Regions from separate parts of the Mus musculus genome. Here region 2 is linked to region 1. A link is a contact called in public HiChIP or PLAC-seq data. All regions are on one chromosome and are shown on one strand. The core of a region is the stretch at or near the end of the contact, and the rest is flanking DNA. Distances in the headings are between cores, read along the strand shown. Region 1 has its middle 8.6 kb from the start of Gm41420. Region 2 overlaps Rmi2 (RecQ mediated genome instability 2).

Region 1 (6,766 bases), core at 2,131-4,630:
GCCAAGTAACCTTGTTTTTTGTTGCTTATGTTCTTATGCTTGCCTCCTGCCATCTGATTATCTCTAATGCTACCTGCCCTCTCTATATCTGACTGGGGCCTGTCCCTCCTATGATCTTGATTATGTCAGAACTTCTTAGAGATCAGTTGTCTCTGGGATCCTGTGATTCTGGGATCCTGTGATCCTGAGATCCTGAGTGTGTCAGAGCTACTGGGAGTTAAGCTGCCTCTGGGACCCCTCGAGAGGGGATTTTTAATTTGGCTTGTTTGTTTGTTTGTTTGTTTGTTTGTTTGTTTGTTTTTGAGACAGGGTAGCCTGGAACTTGTGATATAGACCAGGCTGGCCTTGAACTCACACAGACCTACCTGCTCCTGCCTCTGAAGTCCTGGAATTAAAGATGTGCCTCACAATGCTCAGCTGCTGGGATTATAGGCATGCATCACTATTCCCAGTTTTATTCAGTGCTAGGGACCAAATCTGGGGTTTTCATATGCTAAGCAAGCTACCAATTGAGGTACAGCCCCAACCCAGACCTCATTCATTGTTTTATAGCTGAGTAATGTTCCATTAAGTGTATGTGTGGTGTATGTAAATGTGTGTTTGTTTGTATATATCACATTTTCTTCATTCATTCATTCATTCATTCATTCATTGATGGACACCTTGGTTTATTTATCTTGGCTGAAAAGTCCCAGTTTCTTGTTTTAAAATGTTGCACATGTGTGCATATTCCTATGTATGTGGTACATGTGTTCATGCAAATGTGAATGCACATGTGTGAACATGCATCCAGAGCCCAGAGTTAGTTTCAGGTGTAATCTTCCATTACCCTCCACCTTATGTTTTGAGGCAAGACCTCTCTGGCTCCCAGAGCTCACTGATTTGGCTATTCTATCCAGCTAGTTTACTCCAGGGATCCCTATCTCTGCCTCCTGCATGTTGGGATTCAAGACAGGCTACTGTACCCATTCAGTATTAATAAAGATTCGGGGGACTTGATCTCATCCTTACAGCACAAATGCTTTTCTACCAAGCAGCTCCCCAGCCCCGAGTCCTATTTTTTCAGAGAAGATGGAGACCATGGGTCTCAGTGCCTTCTTGTAAGCATTGTACACAAGGTGTCACATCTCAGAGGCTGGACTCTGCAACTCTCAGATGGGAATGCTGCCAGTCCATCCTTACTGAAAGCACTTAGCACCAAGCATGGCAGACAGCAGGTCCTTGATAAGCTAATCCATTTATCGTTGGATCTCTGTAATTGCCCCTAAGGCTTGGGGTGAATTTAGGGAGGAGACTCATGAACAAGGCTGGGCAGGGCACATTGAGATTGGGGTCCAAACTTTAATCTCACCGTGGGAAACCAAGGCATCTGGAGTTACATAATTTCCTCAGAATGCAGATCAACCTTACTTCAATGTAAAAGTTGAGTGAGTACCGTGATGCCAGCTACAGAGACTCAGTAACTTTATCACCTGCTTCCAAGGCCCTCATCCAGATGGTCACCCAAGCCCCAGGGCTAGGTACACACTGCCAGGTACCTCAAGGCTGAGTTTTCATTTCTCAGCGTCATCACCAAACCCTAGTAAACCAGGATTCTTCATTTTAATTCATTTGGGAAAAGACTTGGTGAGAGGCTCCACACGGAACCTGATGGGTTCAGGCATGGCCACTTCTGAATGTCACATTCAGGAGGCCCTCCTAGCTATATTCTGGGAGCCCATCAGGCACCAAGTGTCCTTTAGAAGTTTGTGAGGCAGGGCACACCAGCCCATGCCGGAAGTTGCAGTGCACAGAAGGGAAAGAGAGGCTTGAAGAAAACTCATGCTTCCTCCCCAGCTGCCCATTCTCCAGTTCACACCTGAGGTAAGGTGGCCCAAAGGCTGTGTACTGCCAACATCCTTGAATACCTACTCTCTAGACTCAGCCCTGAACCCTCTGCCATCTAGCTCCAGCCTAGCTGTGTGACTCTGAATCGTCCCCCACAGGCTCAAGAGTTGTTCCCAGCTGCTGATGCTATCTTAGGAAGTGATGGAATCTTTAGGAAGTGGGGATCCCCTAGTAGGAAGAGGTAACTGTGAGGCCCTGAAGGTTATACCTGCCCTACTTCCTGTCTCACTCTCTGCTTCATGATCTACCATGAAGCGAACAGCCTCTTTCATATGTTCCCATTGCTGGGAGCTGAGCTTCTCTGCATGTTCCCACCATAATGGACTGGAACCCTCTAAAACTGAGTCAGAATGAAATCTTTCTCCCTTTAAGTTGTTGCCATCAGATATGTTATCATAGCAACACAAAAGTAACCAATACAGTCCCCACTACTTGATCAACTCCAGTCACAATCTATTCTTATCAGTTGTCCTTGGGACTTTCCAAGCCTTGTCCCTGCCCATAGACTTTGCCTGATATGCCTGTCACATGACCCGAAGGCTCACTCATACTCTTCAGAGGGTAGCTATGATGCCATTTCTAGGGTTAGTGCTGATCCAGGACTTCTTAGCACTCAAGACTCTCATGTCCACAGGGTCTTATACTCGGATAGAGAATTTTCTTTACCATCCAGATGCTACCAGACCCAGCAGCAGTGTCCAGAGGGACCAGTGTACTATGGCCCCAGGAGCTTTACACCAATTGACAACTCCTAGGAGCTAGTATTCACATGTTGCATACCCTCAACTCACAGCAGGTGGGGAACACTGAGGTTCGTGTTCCAGAGGTTCTTGGAGACTGTGTTCCCACCACTGACCAGCTCAATGGTATGTTCCAGTGCCTCCTTCCCTGTCCCACATCCCTTTTCCCTTCCAGAGCTTCCTATTATCTTCCACATCCTGGCCAAATACTTGGCTTTTCCAGTGAGTTGCTGCTGCTGCTGCTGCTGCTTCTTCTTCTTCTTCTTCTTCTTCTTCTTCTTCTTCTTCTTCTTCTTCTTCTTCTTCTTCTTCTTCTCTTCTTCTTCTTCTTCTTCTTATCCTTCTCCTCCTCCTCCTCGTCTTCTTCCTCCTCCTCCTTTCCCACATCATTAATAGTTATTGAGTATTTACAGTATATGAGGCACAAGAGAACACACAGAAAACATTGTCCATGTTCTTGTTACATTCCAAAAGAAAAAAAAACACACATCTATAAAAATGACATTTGTGTTTGGTGTTTTCTGTAAAGTACTGAAGAAATACTTGGTAGGATGTGAGCTTTGGGTATGACGTAGCTCCATCATTACTTGGGGAAAGGGACAGAAAGGATTTTAAAGGGAACCAGGGATGGACCCTTCAGGGCAGGATGGATATCTCCAGGGAGATAAGCAGAAGCTCAACTGAGGAGAGCTGGGCTGTAGGAAAGAGGTTGAGGGGAAGCTGTGGGATGCAAGCAGAGGAAGTGGGTATCTTAGGCACTGAGTGGAGCCAGAAAGATCATGTGGCCTGTTTCCAGATACAAAGCCAACAGTCGGAAAGGGTGATGATAAGATGGTAAAGAAGAAGTTATCCTGTGCAGCTGACATGGGAATGAAGGGCTGGAATCCCTGGCAGGCTGTGAGAGCATCAAGAGAATCCTTAAGAACCACAGCCATTTGCAAGCACAGAACTTAACAGTCAGTGCTGCCCAGTGTCACCATGGATCCAGGAGACTGTGGTTTCCTAAGTTAGTGAACTCAGCAGACCACAATTTTAAATGGAACACATTGCCTTTTGCCAACCAAGATTCCCCCCTCACCTAGAAAAATAAAAGTCCATTTCAAGTTTTGAGAGGGAGCAAGAAAGGGAAGAATGGCTCACAGTCAGCTATTGGATGGAACACAGGGCCCGTAATGGAGGAGCTAGAGAAAGTACCCAAGGAGCTGAAGGGGTCTGCAACCCTATAGGTGGAACAACAATATGAACTAACCAGTACCCCCAGAGCTCTTGACTCTAGCTGCATATGTAGCAGAAGATGGCCTAGTCGGCCATCACTGGGAAGAGAGGCCCCTTGGTCTTGCAAACTTTATATGCCCCAGTACAGGGGAACACCAGGGCCAAGAAGTGGGAGTGGGCGGGTAGGGGAGCGGGGCGGGGGGGGGGAGGGTATAGGGGACTTTCGGGATAACATTTGAAATGTATATAAAGAAAATAATAAATAAAAAAAAATTTAAAAAGGGAAGAATGTGGGACATAGTTGGTAACGGTGTTACATTAGCCTTGTTTTTTTGTTGTTGTTATGATAAACTTTGCAATCAAAAATTGATAAAAGCCCATTAGCTGCCAAGGGAATAAAGAGACAATTTTCTTTAGAGAAGTCTAAAAACCAAATGACTAATGTACATGGAAATCTGTAGAGAAATGTAGTTGAAGACTCCAATTATAAAACTTTTATTCCACTTACTTGTAGAATTACACTTAGTAGACATGTTCTTAACAATCAAGCCTGGATTCTTCATGAAGATTTCATGAGACAATAAAACAAAGCTATCTGCCATCTCAAGTTATTTTCCTGTTAGCTATTTCTACAGCACAAACATATTAGGCAAGTGTCAAAAGGGGGGGGGGGAATCACAAAAGCAAATAACAACAACAACAACAAAAAGGCTAAATACATTGGATTTTGTTTATCCATGTACTTGACATGCATGGAGCCAGGTACACCAAGCAACTCATTTTTACTGAATCTTTATTTTTACATTTGTTCTTACATTGCTAAAATATTTAAATACAAATAAAATTGTAGCAAAAATAATGAAAGCAAACAGCAGGCCTGGCGGTGGCGCACATCTTTAATCCCAGCTCAGGACACAGGGGCAGGTGGATCTTTGTGAGTTTGAGGCCAGTCTGGTTTACAAAATGAACTCCAGGACAGCCAGGGCTACAAAGACCCTTGTCTTTAAATAAATAAATAAATAAATAAATAAATAAATAAGCAAGCAAGCAAGCAAGCAGACATACCTGCATACATACATATATGTAAAAATAATAAAATAAAATGAAAGAAAGCAGTAGGGACTTTATAAGTAATGGAATGTGAACTGTTTCTGCCCTTGTAGAGTAAATTGGGCCACAGCTTTGTCTGGAACACACACATACATACACACACACACACACACACACACACACACACACACACTATGCCCATGTGTGTCCACAGGTTGTTTGTTTGTATGACAGTCTCACATTGAGCTCCAAACTTTAACTCATTATAATAACTACACTCGTGACAGAAACCAGTTATCCCGTTTATTCCCCACCAACACACCAATATGTAAGCAGTTCTCTTTGCTTAGACATGCAAGCAGTTTTAACACTGGCTCTTCTGAAGCCACATTGTACCAAAAGTAGTATGCCAGACGTGTAAGTCATGTAAAAATTCCGCATCCCACACACTGGCCACCTCTAGGTGAAAATGAGTATCTCCCTACACTTAAGCTGACCCTCTAAGATGATTTACCGGTTCCTACAGCATTTTTATAAGCAACAGAGAAAAGATTCCTCTCCTCGTTAGAAAACTCTAGCTCCTTGCTCAGTTACAGATTTCATGCAGGCTACCATGTCATCACAATGTCTCTCTGACCATTTAGCTTTCTGTACCAGCTCATTTTTATCCATAACGATAAACACCACATGGGCTCACCTCAGCAGTCTTGGGGCATGGGCAGTGAATGAGGCTGAGACTGTTCCTGATCTTCAACAGGGCACATCTTTAGGGGTCTGCCCTGCCCACCCAATCTGTACCAGGATGAACTGTGGTCCTTAAGCATTATATGTCCACATGCCAAACACAGCATAATGTGGCTTTACCTTGAAAAGGAACTTTGCAGGTATCTGTGCTTACAGATGTGCGCACCTTGCAGCCTGAAGCTGCATGTGTGCTAAGGTACTATGAAATTCATTCAGTGCATTTCTAGATCTCTGTTGCAATGTCAAAAGCCCTCCTGGCTGCACATGGTGGTGCATACTTGTGATCCCAGCACTTAGGAGGCAGAGGCAAGAGGACCAGAAGTTCAAGGTCATAACTTTTTAATTACCATTTTACCCAGGGCAGGACACTGGGTGGTTTTTACTGTGGGGCTATTATGAATACTACTGCTTGGAGCGTTCCCATCCAAGGATCTTCATTCTCTGTTCAGAAGAGTGTTAAGACAGGGTCTCAGATAGCCCAGGATTGCCTTCAACTCATTATGTAGCTCAGGCTGTCCTTAAACACCAAGATCCCACATTAGCATGTGTGTGTGTGTGTGTGTGTGTGTGTGTGTGTGTGTGTGTGTGTGTGTCACACTCACTGGAGAGGCCTGAGAACAGTCATGGAGTCACTCCACGTTGAGTTCCAGAAGCTGAACTCAGGTTGTCGGGCTCGAAGCACAGTCACAATTACCCCATGAGGGGTCTTGTCAACCCTCTTTGAGCTTTTCTTTCTCAGTGCAGGGGTTGAACCCAGGGTCTCACACATGCTATGCAAATGCTGTCACTGAGCAATAGCCTTGCCTTTTTGTATATTTTAAGGAACTACCAGAATTTTCTTCTCCAGGCTGGACTCATGCTCCCTATGTAGCTGAGGATGATCTTGAACTCCTGATCTTCCTGCCTCTGCCTCCCAAGTGCTGAGATTAAAGCATGCATCTCGCCATGCCTAGGACTGAATTCAGAGCTTCGTTTATCCTTGGTAACCACTTACCAATTGAATTACATCTCAGACTTTACTAAATTAAGTGTGTGTGTGTGTGTGTGTGTGTGTGTTTCTCTGGCTACTTACATACTCAAGTATATGAACATATAATACATGATGTGTAATTACTTAACATTGATTAACA
Region 2 (6,766 bases), core at 2,423-4,922, 380 kb after region 1:
CAGGGTTTCTCTGTATAGCCCTGGCTGTCCTGGAATTCACTTTTTAGACCAGGCTGGCCTCGAACTCAGAAATCCGCCTGCCTCTGCCTCCCCAGTGCTGGGATTAAAGGCGTGCGCCACCACACCCGGCCCTAGTAACATTTTTTGTGTGGTGTAGTTTTTAAAAGTAAGCCCTACTATCTGTTTGTCTTAAAGACAGGGTCTTATATAGCTCAGGTAGTCTCCAGCTCATGACTCTCTTCCCTCCCCTCCAGCCCGTTGAGATTACGGGTGTGCACTACTGTGTCTGCAGTGCTGGGGATGGAACCCAGGGCTTCCTGCAAGCTAAGCAAACACTGTATTACTGAGCCACATTTCCAGCCTAAAATGTTGATTTATTAAAACAGTTTTAGGTTTTTGGAAAGAATGAACAGAAAGTGTTTCCATAAGCACACTGAAGCTGAGGCTGTGTATGTGTTAAGCAAACACATGAGCTAGAGCCCCAGCTCTTGTGTCTTCAAGGCTAGCCAGATGTGGCAGGCCTCCTGCTGCAGCCTCCAGAGTGTGGCCCACACCCCACACTCGGCCCCCACACCCAGCCTCACCTGGATTGCCATGAGCATCAGGTGGTACTTGTCACCAGAAAAGCTAAGGAGTCACCTGGCAGGAGATGGACATCGAGGGACAAGAGAGGATGAGGACTCAGGTGATCTAGACCTGCCTCCTTCCTGCCCTCCACCCCCTAGAAAAAGCATCGAGGCCTTGAGCCCAGTTTGTAGCTCAGGCCAACCTCAGATTTCCCATCTTCCTGCCTCTGGTTAACTGGGATTGCAGGCCTGCTCCTCCAGCCTGCTTACATGGACGCCTTAAAAAAAAGATTTTATCTTTAGTTATGTGTTCGTGGGGTGCTTTGGAGCCCAAGAGAGAGTGTTGATAAATAAACTTTACCAGCCCCATGCCAGGTAGCTCACAGCTTCAGTAACTCCCTGTAGTTCCTAGGCATCTGACGCCGCCTTCTGGCCCCTGGAAAACCCTCACAACCTAGCATATAGACTTCAAATAAATACTTAAAAAAAAATAAGTCCTAAAAAATAAAGAGAGCCAGGTGGTGGTAGCGCACGCCTTTAATCCCAGGGAGGCAGAAGCAGGCGGATTTCTGAGTTCGAGGCCAGCCTGGTCTACAAAGTGAGTTCCAGGACAGCCAGGGCTACACAGAGAAACCCTGTCTCGAAAAACAAATAAATAAATAAATAAATAAATAGGGTTTAAGAATAGTAGTAATGAGGGCTGGTGAGATGGCTCAGTGGGTAAGAGTACCCGACTGCTCTTCCAAAGGTCCGGAGTTCAAATCCCAGCAACCACATGGTGGCTCACAAACCATCTGTAACAAGATCTGACGCCCTCTTCTGGTGTGTCTGAAGACAGCTACAGTGTACTTACATATAATAAATAAATCTTAAAAAAAAAAAAAAAAAAACAGTAGTAATGAATGGCACTGGGGTTGGACCACGGGGTCCCCAGGGTCTCACACACGCCAGAGTAGCACTCGACCAGCTAGCCTCCTCTGACCTTTAAACTGATGGATGTCTGTTGTGCTGGGAGGATGGTGCCCTACAATCCCACGTAAAGACTACCAGCTGATTCATCTTTCTGCATGACTGCCTTCCTGCCAGCCAGCCAGCCAGCCAGCCAGCCAGCCAGCAGTAGTCAGTCTCTCTGGCCTTCCCTTCTTCCTTCCCTCCCCTCCTCACCCTGCCTTCCCCACCCTACCTTTTTAGGCAGTGTCTCTAGTTCAGACTGGCCTTGAACTTGGGCTTTCCTGGAACTCATTATGTAGAGCAGATGAGTTTCTGCCTCCTGAGTGCTGTGTTAAAGGTGCTAACATTTTCTTTTAAAGGAAGGCCAAGTTGAAAAGTGATCTGTGTTTGACTGCTGAACCATTCATTTTTTAGGTCTATTTTTATTTGTGTGTGTGTGAGTCTAAAAGAGGACCTTGGAATCTTGAGCTGGGGTTACAGCAGGTCTGAGCATCCCTGTGTGGGTTCTGGGAACCAAACTCAGGTCCTCTGGAAGAGCAGCAAGTGCTCTTAATTGCTGAGCCATCTCTCCAGCTCCAATGTACGTTGTTTGAGCCTCAGAAAATTTGCCAAAATAGTGCAGCTGTTTATATTTTTATTTGCCTATTTATTTGCATGGTCTCTGTAGCCAAGTTTGTCCTGGAACTCCTGATCCTCCTGCCTCAGCTTCCTGAGTATTGAGATCACAGGTGTGCGCCATTAAGCTTGGTTTATGCAGTATTGGGGCTCAAACCCAGGATGTCTTAAATTATAGACATACCAGGTTCCTATCATGAATATCTTACATTAGTATGGCATGGATGTTAAAATTAATTAACAAATTAACTAATGAACAAATACTGAAAAGTTAGTAACCAAATTTATAGTTTGTTCTGGTTTCTTTATTCATTTTTCCCCAGGATTCCACATTCTACTTGGCCGTCGTGTCTCCTTAAGGTCTCCCTTGTCTGGGACAGTTGATCAGTTGCTTTTGATTGCACTGGAATTTAATAAACAGACACACAGGTACACACAGTATACACACACATGCATATGCACACACACACACAATTTTTCAGTCCTGGAGATAGAGCCCAGGGCCTCTTGCATGCTGGGCAGACTCTACAGCTGAGCTAGCTATACCTTAGGTCTCAAATTAATTAATTTTGAGGCATCATCTCATGTTCCAGGCTAGCCTCAATCTCACTGTGCAGTTATGCATGATCATGAAGCCCAGCTCCTCCTGCCTGCACTTCCCTGGTGCTGCGATTGCAGGTGTGCACCCCCACACCTAGTTCTTGTGGGTCTGGGGATCAAACTCAAAGCCTGGCTCCTGCATGTTAGGCAGTCTGTTACTTGAGCCCCAGTCTGAAACTTAATTTTGATGCAGGCCCCAGGATCTCTGCTACAGGATTCTTAGTAAAATGGTGTCCCCAAACTGTTTTACCCCAGAGTAGCTGTTGAGCTGTGTGTGGCACAAGCCTACTTTTCCACTGGAGAACCGAAGCTGCTGACAGCTTCCCAGCCATGTCCTCACGTAACTCCTGGTGAAACACCCATAGAAAAGTGCAGGCTGGCTGGAGGTCAAGGCGGTGGGGGGAGGGGCGGCGCAAACGGCAGTGGGCAGTGGGCAGTGGCTGTCGCCTGCCTCTCCAGCACAGAACTGAGCCTGTGGTTTCGCTGCACATTCAGAACTCTCACTATTGGGGGCTGCTGTTTCCTCCCTGACAGCGCCAAATGAAAATGCATCCGGAGGCTTCAGTTCTCAGCTGCCAAATCAAAGTCAGTTTATCAGTGAGCACCCGCCAGACCGCGGCTCTGGCGGCAGCCTGTGTGCCCTCCCCACTCAGCTTCCTCTTTGAAATGCTCTTTTCTAAGAACTGAGAATAAGCAACCTAGGCCGTGACTTCACTTTTCTCGGAACTGCTTTACATTATATATATTTTAAAAATTCGAAACCATCACTTAGCTGGTTTTGGATCGCCTGAGTTCCCTAATTCTTTCTGTTGCATGTTCTTGTAAAGCTGAAGTTTTACCGCAAAATTCTGCAGGAGGGGAAAGAAGGGCTGTGTGAAATAGGGGAGTGTCTGACTGCCGTGTTTTTGTTGGCTTGTGTGTGATTTAATGATTAAAGAGAAAAAGAAACCAGAGGATATGCTGTGCGGAGTCGGGGATCAGCTCTGAGTTCTGTCTGTCTGGCCAGCCAGGGTTGATGCTGGGTACCTTCTCCAGTTTGCTGATCAGCTAGCTGACTCTTGAAAGGATAAGCGGGAGCCTGGGTATGGGGGTGCACACCTGTAATCCTGACATTCTGGAGGTGAAGGCCACTCAGGGCCATAATGTGGGTTCCAGGTCCTTTGTTGACAAGCCCCTATGTAAAGAGGAAGAGGGTGGTCAAGGGCCGTGTATGGTGTGGAGTGCTTGTTTGGCATCAACAAAACCCTGAGTTTGATCCTCGAATCTCAGCACTAAGGAATTGGAGAATCAGAAGTTCAAAGTCGCCACGGGCTACATAGCAAGCCTGGGCCAACCTGGGCTACAGGAGACACTGTCTTGTTTTTGTTTTTGTTTTTGTTTTGTTCTTTTGTTTTTCAAGACAGGGTTTCTCTGTATAGCCCTGGTGGCTGTCCTGGAACTCACTTTATAGACCAGGCTGGCCTTGAACTCAGAAATCAGCCTGCCTCTGCCTCCCGAGTGCTGGGATTAAAGGCATGCACCACAGGAGACACTGTCTTAAGACAAAACAAAACAAAACAAAACAAACAAAAACAGGTTTGAGGACAGCCAAGGCTACACATAGAAACCCTGTCTCGAAAAACTGAAAAGTAAAAAACAGGATGGGGGAGAAGGAGTGGATATGCCTTTAGTCACAGTTAGCCACAATGACCTACATCAAGCAAATAGCTTTGAGCCTGTGTCTGAAGACACCGTTCAGGGGCTCCCACCTTGTCACACTGTGGGCTAGTTCTGGTTCCACCATCCCCTGCCTGACCTGGGGTTTGAAGGTCAGCCTTCAAGGTGGAGACTTCGAGGTGGTTCTTCCTTCAAAGGATGCTGCTGGTAGGCTCTTGGGAAATGGAGTTTGCCACCCCTCCTTCTGAGTGGGGAGGTCTCAAGGTTGTTTTAGAATCCTTGCTTGGCATCTCTGTCCTCCGGGGACTCACATCACACACACACACACACACACACACACACACACACACACACACACACACACACACACACACAGAGTAAGCTGTAGGAGTTTCAGGTTGAAGACAGAAGCCACAGAGTAAAGGCACAGTGCTCAGGAGCCTTGGCATTTGAGGGCTTTAAAGCTTCTATTTAGTTAGCTAGTTGTGTGTGTGTGTGTGTGTGTGTGTGTGTGTGTGTGTGTGTAGGTGGACATTTGCTGTGGCATGGGTGTATAAATCAGAGGATAAATTGTGGGTGTTGATTTTTGATTTCTACCGGGTGGGATGCAAGGTTCAAACTCAGGTCTTTGGGCTCGGTGCTAAGTGCCTTTATCCTCAGAGCCATCTTGTTGGCCTGGGTTTGAGTTTTTATTGTTATTGTGATTTTAGTTTGTTTGTATTTTGTTACTTTTTAAGATTTATGTGTGTGTGTGTGCCCCGTGCATAAGCATGAGGTACTGTGTGAAGGTAGAGGACTGCTTTCGGTAAACCATTCTCCCCACTGTGGGTCCAGAGAACTGAGTGTACTGCATTTGACCCCTACAGCAAGTGTTTTTACCCACTGAGCCCATTTGTGAGGCAGTTTCTCATAGCTCATGTCGTCCTGATGACCTTGGCAATCCTCCTGAACCCTGGATCACAGCTGTGCTCTTCTGCCTGGTTCTTACGTGCTGGAGATTAACCCAGAGCTTTATGCATGGTGGGCAGACACCCCGCCAACTGAGCTGTGTCTCCAGAGCAGGTTTTTTGTTTTTCCCTTGTTTCTCCTTTTCAGACAGGGTCTCACTACGTAGTCCAAGCTGGCCTTGATTCTCTTCCCTCAGCTCCTGAGGTATGTACTACTGTGCCAGCATTTTGGGTCCCTTGCAGGTGCTGGCATGAAGGCAGGAAAGTACTCTTCAGAGAGGAAAGATCTGGACGTATAAAAGGGCCATGGCAAAGAGTAAGTGCTAGTGTGCCTGGACAGTGACTTCCTCGATAAAGACACCAGCACAATTGCATACTTGGTTTGCGCTGAGCATCCTTTGCCTAAGAGGTGTGTCTGCTCGCCTTGCATTGCCCCAGCAGGCCACAGGGGCAAGTCGTGAGCTAGTAGGTGCCTGGTGGTGTTAGGGACAGTGTTCTTCAGAGCCAGCACCTTAATTCTTCCCTGTTGGCTCCTTGGGACTGCTCTAGAGTGGAGTATAGCACCCCCTGCTGCTTGGCCTGGGTCTGGTCTGAGCCCTAGGGAATGGGATGAGAGCCAGAGATCACAGAATGAAAAGCCACAAAATGAAGCAAAGGAACAAATAGGGCCACAAGAAATTTCACAGCCAACCACCCTGGGAGTTCTGCCCATTGTGGCCAGACAGGTGGGGGCAGAGTGGGGGAAGTTTGGACACCAGATGGGTTTCAATGGACTTGACATTCAACTCTAGTCCCTTTTATTAAGTGACTCACCTTGGGTGAGTCTCTTCATCTTTCTGAGCTCTTTAGGCTTTTTAGGCTGTTTAGGTCACTATGTAGAAGCTTAACTGAAACTCCTGAAGTAGCCCAGGTTATCCTCCAACTTGCAAAGATTGTCCTGCCTCTGCCTCTCAACTGCACCACCATGCCCAACTCTTATTGTTTTTATGAGCTATTATAATTACTATGATTGTTGTTGTTGTTGAGACTTCTCACAATTGTAGCCCTGGCTGGCCTGGAACTCACAGAAATCTGCCTGTCTCTGCTTCTAGCATGCTGGCATTAAAGGCATGCACCACTATGTCTAGTTATAAGCATTTAGAAGTATTTAGCACTTGGGCCTGAACCCAGGGTCATCCCAGGCAAGCACTCAGTCTCTGAGCCATCCCCAGCCCCTCTGCACCGTTTGCTTTCAGATAAGGTCGTACTAACTTCCCTGGGCAGCTGAGTATCTGGGATTGAATCTGAGTCACTAAGCTCTTTATAAGCAACTTCAAATTATTGTGGTTGTCCTCGTTATCATCGGGGACATGATATATATATATCATGAGGACAGGTTGCCAGTGCTTATAGGCAAGCTTACTGACCTGAGTTCATTTCAGGGAACCTACA

Evidence for each region. HiChIP or PLAC-seq counts read pairs in DNA pulled down with a chosen protein or histone mark.
Region 2: a contact with region 1 is called in an H3K4me3 HiChIP or PLAC-seq map of bone marrow-derived macrophages, with 5 times the contacts expected there. The contact joins two enhancer-like sites. A contact is called at or near these places in 1 of 484 Hi-C or Micro-C datasets (embryonic stem cells) and 1 of 115 datasets of contacts at active chromatin or transcription factors (bone marrow-derived macrophages).

The regions. Positions count from the first base shown.
Region 1 is chr16:10,458,006-10,464,771 of GRCm38.p6, forward strand. No RefSeq gene overlaps it. Among named protein-coding and RNA genes, the nearest start is that of Gm41420, 8.6 kb to the right of the region's middle. Within about 2 kb of position 3,381, at least 14 of the 459 cell types and tissues checked have an H3K27ac peak or open chromatin away from gene starts, as enhancers often do. A contact at or near this core is called in bone marrow-derived macrophages, where this site is marked.
Region 2 is chr16:10,840,824-10,847,589 of GRCm38.p6, forward strand. Rmi2 (RecQ mediated genome instability 2) reads left to right here. Exons shown (of 2, transcript NM_001162932.1): 2 at 1-2,412. Among named protein-coding and RNA genes, the nearest start is that of Rmi2, 9.1 kb to the left of the region's middle. Within about 2 kb of position 3,673, at least 160 of the 459 cell types and tissues checked have an H3K27ac peak or open chromatin away from gene starts, as enhancers often do. A contact at or near this core is called in bone marrow-derived macrophages, where this site is marked.